Regions from separate parts of the Oryctolagus cuniculus genome. Here region 2 is linked to region 1. A link is a contact called in public Hi-C data. All regions are on one chromosome and are shown on one strand. Each heading gives the region's core, a stretch centred on a gene start, on an enhancer-like site or on the middle of the called end of the contact. The rest is flanking DNA. Distances are from core to core; before and after follow the strand shown. Region 1 holds the start of UNC119 (unc-119 lipid binding chaperone). Region 2 overlaps BLTP2 (bridge-like lipid transfer protein family member 2).

Region 1 (5,366 bases), core at 1,959-4,458:
TAAAAGGGGCGACACAGCCCTGTCCATGGCCACCTCTGGCACCACCACATCCAGATATGTCAGGCAAGGATGGTTGTGATTTGACTTTCACTGACAATGGGGGGTGCCAAGGCAGGTACAAAACCCTTTCTCTGTTCTTCTTCTCTCCCAGCCCCCCTTCTCTTCCGATAAGCGGCTTATCCAAGCCCAGCTCTCTTAAGCAGCTTAGCCAAAGCTCTGCTGACTCAAGCCCAGAGCCTAGGATACTGGGGGAAAGGGAGCCAACTTTGCTCCCATCCCCTGTTGCTCTCCAAACAGGAGGAAGTCTTAGCAAACAGAGGGAAGACCCTGAGACGTCACCCATCCACCCATCTGAGCCCCTTGCCACAGGGAAAGCACCCCCAGACCCCACAGAGGACAGGAGAGTCTAGGCCAGGAAGAGGGTGTGGGTGAGGTTAAGGGGAACCAGGAACAGAGACAGGCCCTGCTTGAGGAAGCTCAGGAACATACAGGGCCTGATCTAACCCTCACTGCTCTTGCTGACCAACTGCAGGTGCTCAGGGGGCCGATGAACAGGAAGGAGCAGAGCGGTGCAGGGGGGCTCCCATGCTGCCATCCCGTACAGCACCACACCCTCCCCTGGTGGCCCCGAGAGGCCTGCAAACTACCCTCCAGGCCCCTGGGTCACCTCCTATTCCTCTAGGGCAGGAAGAGGAAGGGAACACAGTCATTCTCTCTTCCCCAGGTCTGCCTCTTCTCCTTGCCTGGGGTAACCCCCTCCAGGAAGCCCCCTGGCAGCCATTTGGGACCATGGGGCCCAGCACTGCCCCATGGTGGGGAAAGGAGGGGGAATGGGCGTGGGTAACTCTTACCTCCATGCTGATTTTCATAGAAAGTAAGCACTAGTCCCAAGGTATACAAGGGTACTTCAAAAGGCCATGGGAAAATGGAATCAAATGTTTACTTGGGTGCACTGGAAGTCTGACATCCATGCACAGCGACTCCATCATACTTATTTCCATGAACTCCATGGGGAGCCCTCATGGAGAGACGGTGCAGGCCACAGGGAAGGGAGGTGGCAGAGCTGGGAGTGGGATCCTGGGAGCCAATTCCCAGCTCCCCAGGAAGCCCTCTCTTCCCTCATCTTCCACCTCTCCGGGCCTCTCCACTTGCTCGAGAGCAACCTCTGGCAGCCTGGCCCCAGTCTCTTCTACTGCAGACTCGACCTGCCAACCCCTCTGTTGCAGAGGAAGCGTGGAACAGGGGCTGCTCCCTCCCTCTGCCAGGGGAGGATGCAGCCCGGGGCCCAGGGTCACGATGGCCTAGGGCTCGGAACACAACTGTTCCCTTCCCCTCAGCCACAAATAGCTCCCTAAGCTGGATTCAGGGCCTGGTAATCCTGGAACAGCAAACCTCAGACCTGTGTGATTAGGGTCAGAAGAGACCATCCCAGGGCTGCAGGGTGGAGAGACCGGCACGTAGCTCCTGATCAGCACAGGGAGGGCTCCAGTGAACACCTGCCCGCTGCACTGCCCACGGATGCCCCTTCTCTCGGGGCTGTGACATTTCCTCCAAATTAGGAGACACATGGGAGTACCTGCGCTGGAAGCCTCCTATGGTTACAAAACAAACCCCAGAAGTTGCCCGGGCCTCAGGTCGGCCTGACCTCCGATTTTCTATAAGGGAGTCTGTCCCAGAGCTAAGCTGGAACTGGGTGCTGTTGCTGCAAACCGCAGCCCAATCATCACCAGCATCAGCCTGCTCCAGCCCTCTCCCACCTTCAATACCCACAGGAACGAGAGCTCCACGCGCTGGGGGCCCAGACAAGAATGCCCGCTGCTTAGCTCAGAGGGAGCGGGGTCCCCAGGGAGCCAGAGGCATGCTCAGGCCTGCCACCAGGGTCCCTCCACAGCCCTGCAGCTCCTGCAGCTCAGGGCTCACGTCCACTCCAGTGCCTGCCTCCCATCCCCACACAGAGGCCCCAGAGCTGCTCACAAAGGGGGCCAGGCCGGGCTGCTGCTGAACGATCCCATGTGGAGGGCCATGGTCTCTGCAAGGCTGAGCCGTGGCCTCTGCCAGGAGGCGTCCTGGCCCTTGTCCTCTGCCTAGAGTGGCCCTCTCCCCTGCCCTGCATGCCCAGTTGTCTGCCTCCCAGAAGCCAGGGGCAGCCCTGAGGGGCCCTCAACGCATGGATAAAGGAGCCCTATTTATAGTGCAAGCAGAGCTCAGATTCAGACGGCTCTTTATTTTCAGAGCAACCTGATGAAGTCGGTGTCAGTATCCCCAATTTACAGATGAAGAAACATGCTCAGGGAAGTGTAGCTACTTGTCCAAGGTCACCCAGTCAATTACACTCAGAAACTCCTACCCACGGTGGAAGGGATCAGAGAGGACAGGCTTGGGGGGCATTAACCCGCTCCCATGACAGGGCCCACAGCCAGCGCAATGACGCTTCCTGCTCGTTCCCTCCTGGGGATGAAGATGGGATGGGGGCACCAATGCTCAGGGAGACCCGAGGGTCTTGTGGGCTCAGGAACAGCCTCCCCCTGGCCCCCAGCGTGGGCGGACACCCTGCACGTGACCCCCCTCATTGGTGCGGACGGGCCTCCCAGCCCCAAGACTCCCTGTTGCAGATGCTGCCCCACCTCCACCAAAAAAAGCGACAGACTCTCAAAGGGGAAGAAATGGGTTAGAAATAAACCTCCAGAGAAAAGAGGGGGAGCGTACCGAGAGATCAAGGGAAGGGGAACCCAGAGATCTCAGGCTTGCAGGCAGAAGGGAGAGGAGTAGAGTAGGGGACACAGGCGAGGGGCCTGGTGGGGGAGGGGAGGCGAGAAAGGGGGCGGGGGCCGGGGCTCAGCGCGCCTTGCAGGCCCCCTCCCGGCTCGCTCTCCCTCCCGCCCGCGGGCGGCGCTCCCTCGCCGGCGCTCACCGCCCGTGATCCGCTGCAGCCCCAGCACGTCCTCCGGCCCGATGGGCTGCTTCCTCTGCAGCGGCCCCGGCCTGGGCCCCGGGCCTGCCTCTGGCTCCGACTCGGACCCGGATTCGGATTCAGCCCGCGGATCCAGCGTGGGCTCCAGGCTCGGGCCCGAGGACCCCGGAGCGGGCTCCGCCCCCGTCCCGGCCCCGCCGCCGCCCTTCTTCACCTTCATGGCCTCGCGGGGCCGCAGCTCGCCTGCTGCCGCCGCCGCCGCTGCCTGCGCTGGCTGGAGCCAGGGGAAGGGGGAGCGTCCGCAGCCCCGCCCCCGGCCGGGGCCCCAGGTACCGCCCCGCCCCCAGGGCGGGCCCGGTGGGGCCACGCCCACCAGGGCTGGACGACCTAGGGCGGACGGGGGCTGCCCTGGATTTTGTTCATTTTTGAGTACTTTTTCAGAAGTATTGGAGGTCCTAAGTGCTCTTACCTGCTGTGTCCCAGTCTTTCTGCCCTTCTGGCGAGTTCCAGTCCCAGGGCCTTCGCCTGGGATCCTTTTCCACTGCTGCTCTCATCCCAGCCTTCTGGTGTCACTCTGCTCAAATGTCATCGCCTCTAAGGCCTCCCTCCCCCAGTCACTATCTGATCAGTCTGGTGTTTTTTCTTTCTAAAGCACTATGAAATTATTTTTATGTGTTCAGACTCTTGCCCCTGACAGGCCTGCTCCGTGAAAGCAGAGATCCTGTCTGCTTTGTTGTATACCCCAGCGCCTAGCACAGTGCTCTTGGCAGCTCAAAACATTTTTTTTTTTTTTCTTCAAACTGATGAAAGAGTATCCGAGGGCTTACACTGGCACAAGCTATTCTTTCCAAGACACGGTACTAAAAGGCAGGAGCTGTTCCAGGACTTCCTGGAGACAGGAAGAGCACATGGCCGTGTGGAGGCAAGGTGGGCCTGTGAGCGCAGGAGTACTTTATCAGAAAACCTTTAGACATGGAGGAAGAAAGAGCGACAGTCATGCTCCCACTTCTAGTAAACTCACTATGTACTAAGAGCCAAACGGAGCGCAAACACTTTCACGTGCTTATCACATTTAATCCTCACAGCCGCCCTGGAAGGGAGGTATCATCAGTGTCATTTGAACAAACGGAAAACAGGCTCAGAGAGATTAAGTGGCTTATCCAAAGCTCCCCAAACAATACTGCAGAAGCGAGGATATGAATTCAGGCCTGTTTGATTCCGAGTCTAGAACTTACCACACTGCCTCTCGGCAAGCATGAAGGGAAACTGCTACACACAGCACCAGATCCTGGGCTCCGGTCAGGCTGTACCCAACAAGTCAGCCAGAAGGGAGAGGAATCAGGCAGAAGATCCTGGAGGTGACCTGTGCCATACCCTGTCCGTGACAGCAACGCTACCGCTCTCCTCTGCTGCGGTCAGAGAGAAACGCAGGGGAACAGGCTAGAATCTAATCCAGGGTTTTCCCCTGCTTTATGCAGAGGCGAGCTGCCCCCGCCTCCAGGGAGACAGGCAGAGGCCTTCAAGTCAGATAAGGAGGTAGGGAAGGGACCTGAGCCAAGGGACTGGGGAGCGGAGGGAAGATGAGCCCATCTTGGAGTGGTGTACTTGGGTTGCTGGAGAGTCAGTCAGTCCCTCCCCGAAGCCCCATCCACGTGCCTCTGTTGAACCCTCCCCGCCTTGGCCAGAAGCGAGGCTTTCTGCTGAAATGCCGCCCTGCTCAGTCTGTCTTCTCAGATTTGTTCCAGTTTTTCCGGGTCTCCAGGAAGATCTTGGCCAGGGAGTGCAGGATGGGCACGGCCATGGGGAGGAAGAGCGGGATGTAGATGGCAAACTTCTGGTCATCGGGGAAATAGAGGAGGTGGAGGAGCGAGGGGTCAAAAAAGGCCCGCTCAGAGGACGTCACAGCCTCCTGGCTGGCGACGAAGGCAGACGCCAGGTGCCCAGAGGCTAACTCTTCTGCTGCCTTCTGGACTGCAGCTACAGCCCTGTACACCTAGGAAGGGGAGGGGACGATGGTTAGCAGTAAGGCCTGGGCCATTGCGGGGAAGGGGACTGGGCCTTACTGGGCCTTCTGTATATCAGGGAGGGGGCCTGGAGTTCACCAAGGATCTATGCAGGTCAGGCTAACAAGGCTGCGGCTTATTTTCTGAGGTCCAGCTTGAACCCTCTCTCCGATCGTGACTCCTGCTGGGGAGCTGGCACGGCTGTCTGCAGGTAGCCAGGGGCACCATGGGTGGCACGCCCACACTCATCCCAGGCCTCAGCTGGCTCTCTGGTCTTGCCACACCCTGGGCCTCACTGGCCACTCCAATCCTAGGCCTGCTTACCTCAGATGCCACGTCGTCCTTGATGACAATGTTGCTGATCTTGCCCAGGAGCTGGGCCAGAGACGTGAGGGTGGTAGTGGCTGTGGCCAGGTTCTCCACCGATCGAGCCCAGAGCAGCCGGTCTAGCT
Region 2 (5,366 bases), core at 1,499-3,998, 74 kb after region 1:
GCCCCGCTGCTGGGCAAATGAGGCCCAATAATGTACCTGGGAATGAGAATGCATAACACTGAAGAAAGGATGCCATGAGAGGGATCATTAAGAGACTCATTATAAGAAAGCAAGAAAACTACGAAAAGGGAACAGAAGTGACACAGAGCCTAACCTGAAGTTGGGGAAAGATTGCAGTGTAGGAAAGCTGCTTGTAGTGCTGGCCAAGTTTCTTCTTGCTGGGTTTCAGGTTACTGAAGAGCTTTCCCCTGCAGATAGGCCTTGTGACACTAGTCCAGGTTGCCCAGAAGTTTTGCATCCAGCGCAGGGTGCTACTGTATAGCAGAATCCGGGGCTGAGATATCGCTGTAAAGGAAAGGACACTTCCTAGCTGCGGGTGAAACACAGAGGTGAAGCCAAAGCCTTCCCTAGCTTCAGGTTTTAGAGATTTTAAAAACTCAATAGCTCCCAGCATCAGCATCTCCAACCCCCTCTTCTTACTTTAAAGGCTCTAAGCTTTTGGTTTCACCTACTGCTGTGGTGTGCATGTTTGTGTCCCCACCGCCTCATACATTAAACTCATACATTAAAATTCTAACCCCCAAGGTGATGGTACCAGGAGGTGGGCCTGTGGGAGGTGACTAAAAAACAAGAACAGAGTCTTCAATAGGATTGGTGCCCTTATAAAGGAGGACCAAGGGCGCACTCTGGTTCCTTCCACCACGTGATGCAGCAAGAAGGTGCCCTCTACGAAGGACAAGCTCTCACCAAACATCAGATCTGTAGGCACCTTGATGTGGGACTTGTCAAACTCCACAGGAATGAGAAATAAATGTCTGTTGTTTATAAACCACTCAGTTTATACTGATTATCTCCCAAATCAGATTATGGTATTACTGTTATGGTACTATTACCATTACCATTATCACATTACCAATCCTCTCTCCCAAAAAAACACCCTAACCCAAATTCCCTTGCCTTTTTCCTATCTTCTCCCAAGCAGGTCAAGCCAAATTCCTCAGTGTCCAACCCCATCTACCCAGCCCTTCCTCCCCATTGTCCCAGGTCAAGCCTCACTCCCGCTGTGCCGAGTCAGATCCATCTTGATGGAGAGATTGAGGTTCTCAGAGCGGAAGGCCCGGTAGGAGTCATGGAGCTGGCCCAAGGGCACTTCAGGCAGGAACTCTGGGGCCCTCAGAGTGACACTGTGGTGATCATGAGGGTTCCCATGGCACAGCCACTGCAGGTCCAGTGTCATGCAGAGGTCAGGCAGGTGAAGGAAGCAGCAGTCGTCATACCTGCCTCACAACGGAGCCCTAGCCCTCAGTGATATGGTCACTCATTTCCCCTGGGCTCTTCCCCTCTCCAAGCCCCCACCCAGTTGGGGCCCCATCTTTCATTCTACTCACTTAGAAGCTGTTCTCACGTTGATATCCAGGTCACCCTTGAACATAAACTGACCAGGTTTCCAATGAAAAGACAGATGGTTCCATTCCCAGTGCATATTTTCAGTTGTGTTATATGGATCCTATAACCATGCCCAAAACTTGGGTGAGATATGGGTCAGAGAATGATCTTTATCTCCCAATTTTCTCTTTCCCCATGTGCTGGACAGGCCCAACAATATACCACAGGACCCCTCACCTCAGTAGCCAGCTGGTGCAAGTTCGCTTGTTCAATGTCCATGTGCCAGTCCCCATGTAAGAGAAGACGGCTCTTGTCCCACCAGGGCAAAGGTGGGCTGGGATCAGCCGAGGGCTTGGTCAAGAGGTCCACACACTGGCCAATCAGTGTCCAGGCTGGATCCCAGCAAGGGCCCCACACCACGGTGTACTGGAAGATTTCCGCTGGGTAGAAGAACAAAGGTTACAACATGTTACATGACTCTACCCATTTCTTTCTCTTTCACTCCAGAATGCCTCAGCTCACCTCCCATAAATATCCCTCAGCGAAACCAACCAGTCTTCTTTACTCACAGCGGAAGTCATGGTAGAACTTGAGGGGGGGCATGTTCCTCTCTACTGCCACGTTACCCCATGGAAGCCCCAAGCGCAGGATTTGACGCCGACGGGAGCATGGCTGACCACTCTGCTCGGTGCCCACAAGTCGACCCATCAGCCGCCAATCACGGATCTCAAACAGGTACCGAGGATAGTCTCTGATCCGAACTATTACGGAGAAGATACACACCGGCTATTCTGGGGCTGGCTGAGCACTCTCAGGCATTTTTTTTCCCTCTCCAACACTTTTACCCACCCATATTTACAAAGTCAACTGAGAGGACAAGGTCAGAGCTGAGAAAGGACACAAAGACCCTGGAACAGAAGATGAGGGGCATAGTACTGAGTTCCAAGAGCCACAACTGTCTTAAAGAGGACTGTGTCAGTTGTCCCTTTGTGTCAGTCAAGCAGTTTCAGCATGAAATTCAGGAACAAAGAAAGGGAAGGGGAGCCCACCTATCCTAAGAGTCACAGTTCCCAGGATAGCCTAGCTCTCTGCAATCACTTAGAGAGTTTCCTGGAACTCAGAGGGCAAACTTCAGGCTCTACAAGCAAGGGAAGCACTACATACCCAGAAAGGTCTTGACATTACACTTGAGCATACGACACCACTGGATGACAAGATCAATTCCTTCAGCAGGAAAAGGGCTGCCTGGATCAAGCTCTCGAACCTGCTCTATCACATGCTCAGGCCCGTGGAAGGAGGCATCTGCCAGAGCCACCACTTCTAGCCCTGCCAGGCTCCAAGTGAGCAACGCCCGGCGCATGGGTGTGTTGCCATAGAGACGACGGGAGCGCTGAATGTAAATTTCAATGTTTTTGCGTTCCAAAGAGGCATAGAGCTCCTCGATTTTGCGGGCTGGCAGTAACTCTCCATGCTGCTTCCGAAGGGCAGCCACTTTGGCATCCAGCAGTTGCAGCCTCTTTGCACTCTCCTTACTTTCATCCTTCATTAGTTCATAGTTGTCATGAAGTTTCACCTCAAAGATGTCATCCAGGAAAACCCAAGAGAAGTGCTGAACCTTTAAGAGTAGATCAGGTGGGAGCGGGGCAGGGCCTGGAGAAGTCCAAGCACGAGTCCCCCGATGTAGCCCCTTCAGCCATTTCTGAACTCCCACGGCCTCATCTAGAGTTCGAGAGAAGTCGTACTGATAAGGAAACTCCACTGAAACTGAGCCAAGGGAAAGGAGCCAAACACGGTTGCGAAGGGTCTGCAGTGCAGGAAAGGGGTTCCGGTGGAGGATCATCTCCTCCAGTTCAGGTAGCAGCTGTACTTCCACCTCCTTGAAGTTGAAGATGCTATTGCCATCAAAGCCAGCAGCCAGTTCTGGGCAGTAAGCCTGCAATGAACCTCCGTGGCGGCTCATTGACACACTCTCTGCAGCCAGGGTAATGAACTTGTCCTCAGCAACAAAAGCAGTCAGCTTGGCTGTGCTCACTTCCAGTGTCAGGTTTAGCAGCCTCTTTGGAGGCAATGGCTCTGGCGGATGGTCTTCTGGCTCTGAAGTGGTCTCTGGAGCCTCTAGTGCAAGGGATGGAACAGTCTCGGGAAACAGAGTGGTTCTTAGTAGGTCTCTGCACTGCAGGGCAGCCAGGCCATGCTGGTACAGATACATGTGATCTGGGGGGCTCCAGAGTAAGGTCAGCCCAGCACCACACTGAACCTTCAAGAAGCAACAGAAAAGGGCCTATCAATTACCATGTCTCAAGCAGGCAGACATTACTAGGCATACCTGGCACAAGAACCATCTCCACCCAGAAGTATTCCTTGAGTAACCACAAATTACTGCCTTGCTTTGTTCCCCTTAGCACTAATATGCTGAACTAAAAGCTGTTACTCATCTTACACTTAAGAGCACTTACACTTTTTAAGTTCTTAACTGGACTCTAAATTGTCTGAGAACACTGTCCATATGTTTCAATTCTTTAGTATCACAGCACATCAAGTATATACAACAAGTACTCAATAACTCATTTGGCTTTATGTTTCCACTCATGAATCATCTTTCTATAAACAGCCATAAGTGTCTGCAAATTGAAATGCTTATGAGTTGACTACATCAACTTTTTTTTTTTTTTTAAGATTTATTTACTTTATTTGAAAGGCCGAGTTACAGAGAGGTGGAGAGAGAGAGAGAGAAAGAGATCTTCCATCTCCTGGTTCACTCTCTAAATGGCCACAATGGCCAGAGCTGTGCCAATCTGAAGCCAGGAGCCAGAAGCTTCTTCGAGGTCTCCCACACAAGTGCAGGGACCCAAGGACTTGGGTCATCCTATATTGCTTTCTCAGGCCATAGCATAGAGCGGGATCAAAAGAGGAGCAGCCAGGACTTGAACTGGTGCCTATATGGGATGCCAGCACTGTAGGGGGTGGTGGCTTCATCACTATGCCACAGCACCAGCCCCTCAATTTAACTCTCGAAAAGTATAATAAAAAGTTCTGATTAGCTGGCGCCGCGGCTCACGAGGCTAATCCTCTGCCTGCGGTGCTGGCACCCTGGGTTCTAGTCCCATTTGGGGCACCGGATTCTGTCCCGGTTGCTCCTCTTCCAGTCCAGCTCTCTGCTGTGGCCCAGGAAGGCAGTGGAGGATGGCCCAAGTGCTTGGACCCTGCACCTGCATGGGAGACCAGGAAGAAGCGCCTGGCTCCTGGCTTCAGACTGGCACAGCACCAGCCGTGGCGGCCATTTTGGGGGTGAACCAATGGAAGAAAGACCTTTCTGTCTGTCTGTCTCTCTGCCTGTCAAAAAAAAAAAAAAAAAAAAAAAAAAAGTTCTGATGATTACACAAGTCAACACACCAGCTGACACAGGTGAAAGTATGCCTCAAGGAAGTAAACAGAATCCTTGTCAGCTTGAAAAACACAATTTTGAAAATCTAGGTAGACACAGAAAATTAAAATTCCAGGACAGAAAATTCAAGTTACAGCTTCTGAAAAGGAACCTCCTCATTTTCCCAAGGAGGGTGAAGTCTGAAAAAACAGGAAGATGCTGAGCCTCTTCCTAAGGCGGTCCCTGGTCTACCTGACATGCAAAGAAGAAAGATATAAGGAAGCTTCTCAAAATGTGCCAGTGCCCCATCTAGCGGTCTAATGTCATGAGCCAAGTGCTTCCGTAAAACAACACAAGGGGGCCAGAGGTGTGTTGTGGCAGGTAAAGCTGCTGCCTGCAGTGCCACCATCCCATATAGGTGCCATTTCAAGTCTCGGATGCTCCATTTCCAATCCAGCTCTCAGCTATGGCCTGAGAAAGCAGCAGCAGATGGCCCAGGTCCTTGGGCCCCTGTACCCACATGGGAGATCTAGAAGCAGCTCGTTTCCTGGCTTTGGTCTGGCCCAGCTCCAGACTCTGCAACCATCTGGGCAGTGAACCAGCAGATGGAAGACTC

What was found. Hi-C and Micro-C count contacts between places; a contact is called where the count stands out from the background.
Region 2: a contact with region 1 is called in a Hi-C map of an unstated tissue, with 2.0 times the contacts expected there. The contact joins the enhancer-like site here to the promoter of UNC119 in region 1. A contact is called at or near these places in 2 of 6 Hi-C or Micro-C datasets (ear pinna and an unstated tissue).

The regions. Positions count from the first base shown.
Region 1 is chr17:44,062,212-44,067,577 of mOryCun1.1, forward strand. It overlaps UNC119 (unc-119 lipid binding chaperone), which reads right to left and starts at 3,209. Exons shown (of 5, transcript XM_051825924.2): 1 at 2,912-3,209. The coding sequence starts at 3,131. PIGS (phosphatidylinositol glycan anchor biosynthesis class S) reads right to left here. Exons shown (of 12, transcript XM_051825417.2): 11 at 5,239-5,366; 12 at 3,965-4,904. The coding sequence ends at 4,629.
Region 2 is chr17:44,136,808-44,142,173 of mOryCun1.1, forward strand. It overlaps BLTP2 (bridge-like lipid transfer protein family member 2), which reads right to left. Exons shown (of 38, transcript XM_070061121.1): 16 at 2,551-3,643; 17 at 1,956-2,147; 18 at 1,624-1,826; 19 at 1,389-1,507; 20 at 1,057-1,277; 21 at 155-345; 22 at 1-36. Among named protein-coding and RNA genes, the nearest start is that of BLTP2, 11 kb to the right of the region's middle. Within about 2 kb of position 2,749, at least 1 of the 8 cell types and tissues checked has an H3K27ac peak or open chromatin away from gene starts, as enhancers often do.